2 separate regions of the Sus scrofa genome follow, and region 1 is linked to region 2. Evidence: chromatin contacts called from public Hi-C data. All regions are on one chromosome and are shown on one strand. Each heading gives the region's core, a stretch centred on a gene start, on an enhancer-like site or on the middle of the called end of the contact. The rest is flanking DNA. Distances are from core to core; before and after follow the strand shown.

Region 1 (2,742 bases), core at 44-2,543, 110 kb before region 2:
AACCCAGCATCTCTCCCAGGACTGTCCTCTGTGGCGCTGTCACAGAGAGGTTTGTAGCCAGGCACTGCATCCTCTCCCATCCTGGGGCAGCATTTCCCAGAGCTGTGCCAGCAGGGGGGCTGTGCCAACCTGGTCTTAAGGTGTATCTGTAAGGGCAGGGCCCACACACACACAGTCTGTGCCTAGACTAAAGCCTGAGGGGCAGGGCCCACATGTACAGAATCTGCATATGAACTTTCTGTGTCTGTGCTGATTTCTACAACTGGAACTTTTTTATACTGTGTTCTTTGTCTCAAAATAAAGTGATGTGTTTGGTTTTTCAGACTTGCTTTTTTGCCCCTCCATCCTGATTTAAGTCCCTGCTATTTGCTAGGCTCTGTGTTATACCAGTAGGAACTGGGTTTGAATTTGCTCCTCACTCACCCAAAAGGGTGAGGTGTTTCCTCCCCTGAGGGTTGTCCAGGACAGGAGTGCTCCCCACGAGAATGTCTCAGGCCCTAGCCTGCTCCCCACTCTGGAAGTTCTTTCTGTCCAACCTCTGCCCCACTCCCACCCTCTCCGCGCTGGGCTTTGGCATACTGTTCAGGTACTCATTCTGCAGGGTGAGTCAGAGCAGCCGCTCAGGGGAACGCCAGCTGAGGCATGTGGCCCGCCCCACAGCCCCGCCAGCGGAGGCTGCCGTGTGTGGGAGGCTGGGAGGGAAAGTTCCCAGCAGCAAGTCGGTTGGACTAGGGGGTCAGTGATACACGCTTGGCCAGTGGGTTGGCCAAGTCACGGAAAGTTGGCAGTGTGGCTGAAGGGGGAGGGCAGCTCACAAAGACTCGGTGATTCCTGGCAATCCCTGTTATTTAGGGAAAAGACCGGAAAGAGGCTTCAGCAAATGAGGAAAAAAATCTCCCAAGCTCTGGGCAACTGAAATTCCGAGCCGGGGCTCTGCCTGGGGAGCGTGTCGAAGTCTGCCTAGCAAGCTGCTGTTTTGGAGTTCTACCACGTAGGCTTTCGGGCCTGTGGGAAAGAGTTGAGGCTGGGGGGCTAGGGATCCAGGGGGTCAGCAGAGAGTGTGGAGCGGTTGGTCCCGGGGACAAATACGCCAAACCTTAGGAAGGAGACCGGCGGGAAAAGAGAGCAACTTGAACCCCCGCAAACCCACGAGCCGACAGCCAGGCGGGTGGGGGCGGGACGGGCGCTCGGAGGGGCGGGGCCTGAGTTCCTGCTTGACGTCCTAGGGGTGGGCCGGGTTCCGGTTTAATTTCCGGGGGGGACGGCCGAGGGCGCAGGGGCGGGGCCGGGGGCGCGGAGGGGCGGGGCTCCGGCGTCGCGGGCTCAGGATCCCGCAAGCTGGTGTCCAGCGCAGAGCGCGAGATCCGGCTCGGGGAGGGATGGAGGCGGGCGGATTGGCGGACTCGCTCCTTTCCGGAGCTTGCGTGCTCTTCACCCTCGGCATGTTCTCCACCGGCCTGTGAGAAGCGTGGACGGGCTGGGCTGGGGCAGGACCAGGAAATCGGGAGAGGAGAAACAGGGGACAGAGACGTGGCGGCAGCCTCAGGCTGCATCCGGAACCTAGAGTCAAAGTGGAATCGGGTCGAGGGGGCCGGGGGACAGGGGCGAGGCCAGTCACTTAACCTGAGGGAGAAGGCCAGGATGCTGAGGGCGGGACCCGGGGGGGGGGGGGCGGCGTCTGCAGTTGTCCGGGGAAAATGACAGGCATCGGGGATCTTGACGCCCCGGCAGCCTGGTTCTCCCGTTCCACCTCTCCCCCCTACCTTTCGGGGCCCCGTTACAGCTCGGACCTCAAGCACATGCGGATGACCCGGAGCGTGGACAGTGTCCAGTTCCTGCCCTTTCTCACCACGGATGCCAAGTGAGAGGGGCGATGCCTGCGTCGGGAAAGGCTTCTGAGGGAGGTTGGGGAGGGGTAAGGAGGAATGTGGAGGAGGCCCCTCGGGTCCCCCGCCCACCCTCCACCCTGCGGACGAATGTCCCTCCCCTCCACCCTGCAGCAATCTGGGCTGGCTGAGTTATGGGGCCTTGAAGGGAAACGGGACGCTAATCGTCGTCAATGCTGTGGGTGCTGTGCTTCAGACCCTGTATATCTTGGTGTATCTGCACTACTGCCATCGGAAGGTAGAGGCCCTTCATCTCTGCTGCACGCCCTGCCTTGCCTTACTGGCAAGGCAAACACTGCTTCCTAGAAGACTGTAACAGGTTGGCACTGCCACCTTTTCCTGGAAGACCCCTCCAGCCTTGCAGTCCTCCTTCCTCCATGAGGCTAGCCTTCTGGGATGCACATATGGTCCCCCATTCTGGCAAGGCCAATAGCTCTGCCTAGCCTGATAGTGCCTTGCTGCCCAACAGAGTGAAAGGGATTTTTTTTGTCTCCATGTTTCCTTCAGAGCCAAGGCCAGTGGCTGAGAGTGAGATGATTAGCTCTGCTTCCTCATTCACACAAGCATTAAACTCCTACTCTGTGTAGCAAGCTCACCAAACCAAACAACAAAAAAGATATACTTTTCCCTCCCCTAGACACCTTCAGTATGGTGGGGGGATCAGATATGTGCTACAGTCACTGGTAGGAAAGAGGCTGTGACATGTGCAATACAGGAGGCTTAGACAATGGGTGGCTCCCTCACTGGAGCATGGGAGAGGGCAGGATGAATTAATTCCAGCAGCAGTGTCAGAAAGGGCTCCAGGCACCTCCAGAGGTAAGGCTACTCTCTCCTCTGCAGGGTGCTGTGCTCCTTC
Region 2 (2,950 bases), core at 246-2,745:
ATCTCCCCAACTAGGCCATCTATATCCTGAGGGTAAGAATCCAGTTTTCCAGCTTTCCACTTATAGTATATATACCAAACACAAGCAAGTTCCAGGGATCTGGGTCTGGCCCCTTGAACATTTCTCACATCAATGGCCAAATCGTCCTTAAATGGTTTTAATCCAGGAGGCCCCAAGCTGCAGTCAGCTTTCCACCCAGCCCCTTCCCTTTTGGGTTAGGAAGTACCGAATAACTGCTTTTTAATTATTATCAGTACTGCCTGGCTAAAAGCCGGCCACCTTCCAGTTACTGGAATTGGAATGGCAGGGTGCACTAATTCTTTTTTCCTTCAAGGAAAGAAAATTACTGTCAGGAACCAATAAGATGAGACTTACAGGGCAGAATGAAAGTACATGGGCCAGGGACAGAGGTGCACCTTGTTGGGGGTGGCAGTGGTAGGATTAGGTGTGGAAAAGGCTTAATGATTCCAACATCTGGCTTCCATTCTGAGCTACTTCTCAAATTGAAGAGAAGGGTGGCATTTGATTCATTCCAGGCGTAAAAGGGCTTGCAGGAAGCCAAGAAGACGCAAGTACAAGATTCTCCCCGATAACCCAACCTTGCTTAACACAGCCACGCACATGTCATCTCACTACATACACAGTGCCACCAAAGTCCCTCACAGGCTTTCCTCCTTCCAACCCTCCCCCCCAACTATCTCCAGCTTACAATCTTTCTCCACTTCTAATCTTTTCCTCTCTTTCTCACTTAGAAAATCCAGAACTAACTCCTAGAGTCAAACTCTTTCCACAGCCTCCAAGTGACATGGTGGTGTCTTCCAACCTCTCCAGCTTTGGCCCAACTTTTGAGATTTCTATTCTTTCTCATCTTTGCAACCACTCCTATCTTTACTCCATCACCCCTTCTCCTACTTTGGTCCCTCCTAACTTTCCTATTGGTCTTTACCAATGCATCTAAGACAGGGCGACATTCCACCTCATCTTCCTACTCCTCACCTCTGCCACTTCGCACGTCTCAGCCCCACCCCACCCCCCAAGCTCGCCCCGGTCCCTTGCCCCCAATCCAATCTTCTCCCCGTCCGCCCCGCGGTCGCCATCTTTCCGCGCGGCCCCGCGGCCCGCCAGCCCGCGCGCTCACCGTTCTGGCGGCGAGGCCCGTGCGCTTGTCCCACAGGAAGTCCGTGATGGCGGCGGCACTGCGGCCGGAGTCCCGGCACCCCCGCGGCGACGAAGTGCGGCTCCACCCCCCCAACCCGAGACCCTGGACCTCCCGCCTCGTTCCCGGGCTCCGTTCCAGTCCCGCCCGCCCCGGCTCCGTGCCCGCCCCCAGGATCCGCTTGGCGCCGCTCGCACCGCCCCCGCCCGGGGCCCGATCCCAGCTCGGTCTCCGGCTCTGGCCTCCCCGATCCGCCGCCGCCGCCACCGCGAGCGAGCACGTACGCACGCACGCACGTCCTGCGTCGATTCCCAGCTACCCCTAGGCTCCGCCCCCCAGGACCGCGCACGCCTTCGCGTCTTAGCGTAGCTCTCTGCTGTCCGGTGAGAGCCGAGGAGGTGCTGGGGGCGGAAGCTCATGGGGGCGGGGAGAGAGTGGAAGCGGTTTATTGGGCTCGCGCTGCCTCGCCTGGTGTTCTTCCGTATCCTTCCTCAATCTTTGACCCTTTTCGTGGGACTTATGTGGCTTGCTTTGTTAGGTTTGGAGGTTGAAAGGAAGGGGTTGTGGTTTACGGAATGTCATCGCTCCGCAAACCTTTTGAAGCCTGGTGGTGAGGTGTGAGTCTCCATCATAGCCTGTTTTTGAAACAGTTCGCCTACCAAACCACAGCAAAGAGGGGTTCCCATCTTTTGTCCTGAACAAAAGCTGGTGCACGTTCTGTATATGGGGGAGGGGGGTAATGGCTTTGGAGGAAAGGTTTGAGAAATGGAGGGGTGGAGATTCAGGTGCCAAAGAAGGGGAAATCACTTGAGAACTTTGTTATATACCTACACATAATATATGATAAGTCTAAATTTGGTGAATTAAAAAAAAAAAGCAGAAGACGAGAAAAACTGGGTAGAGTTACAGATGTTATAGAAGGAATTGAGCAGTAATTAGGAAAATGAAAAATAACCTGAGGATAACTATATTCAAGTAAAGAAACAGAGAGGAGTCAGGGTGGAGGATAGTCAGAAGGAATTTTTCATCAGTTGGCCAGAAATGGTTTAGGAAAAGTTTCTTGAAATAGAAGCTGAAGGGTAATGAAGGGGTGGAGAGGAAAGTGAACCTCACTTCCTTCTCCGTGTACACTTTCCCTCGTTCATTCAAAAAGCATTTATTAAGTTCCTACTCTGTCCAGCACTGTGCCAGGCTCAAGGCTCCTGTTCTTCAGAGCTTCATAGTATAATGGGAAAGACCTGTAAACAAATAATGGCAGCCTTGTGCTAAGAGCTGTTATGAACAGTGGTGCCCTGGCCACTGTAAGAAAGCTCTAGACTACAACCCTAGCTTGGGAAAGGAGAGTTATAAATGTGTTTCTAGGTTTCCTAGAGGAGATGACATCTGAACCAATGGATGGAAAGTGAATTGGAGGAGAGTGCTAGGCAGAGAAAGTATTTACAAAAGTCTGGAGACAAAGCAAAATGAAGTGTTTAAACAGAATTGGAGTCCTGGCTTTCAAGAGAGGGACTATCAGAAGGGAGGTTGTTGAAAAGAGAGGTCTAAATTTTGCAGGGCCTTGTGTTGTCATTCTAAGGAATTTAACCGTAATCCTATAGAACACTAAGAAGTTTGAAGGATATTAAGCAAGTGAGATAGCTACATTTAGATTTAGGAAGTTAACTCTGGAAGGAGAATTGGCCTGAGAGTTGAGAGACCTATTTAGACGCTTCTGAAATAATCTGGGTGAAAAAATGCTGAGGGCTTGAAATAAGTCGGAGGCAATAAGAAATGGAGATAAAGGGAAGAATTTAC

The links. Hi-C and Micro-C count contacts between places; a contact is called where the count stands out from the background.
Region 1: a Hi-C map of liver shows a contact between it and region 2, with 6 times the contacts expected there. The contact joins the promoter of SLC50A1 here to the promoter of HCN3 in region 2. A contact is called at or near these places in 2 of 47 Hi-C or Micro-C datasets (liver and skeletal muscle) and 1 of 2 datasets of contacts at active chromatin or transcription factors (alveolar macrophages).

The regions. Positions count from the first base shown.
Region 1 is chr4:94,664,037-94,666,778 of Sscrofa11.1, reverse strand. It overlaps SLC50A1 (sugar transporter SWEET1), which reads left to right and starts at 1,293. Exons shown (of 7, transcript XM_003125719.3): 1 at 1,293-1,459; 2 at 1,784-1,861; 3 at 2,001-2,124; 4 at 2,727-2,742. The coding sequence starts at 1,380. It also overlaps a transcript of EFNA1 not described here.
Region 2 is chr4:94,558,650-94,561,599 of Sscrofa11.1, reverse strand. It overlaps HCN3 (potassium/sodium hyperpolarization-activated cyclic nucleotide-gated channel 3), which reads left to right and starts at 1,495. Exons shown (of 9, transcript XM_013997013.2): 1 at 1,495-1,539. The region is part of intron 1 of CLK2 (dual specificity protein kinase CLK2); the gene reads right to left.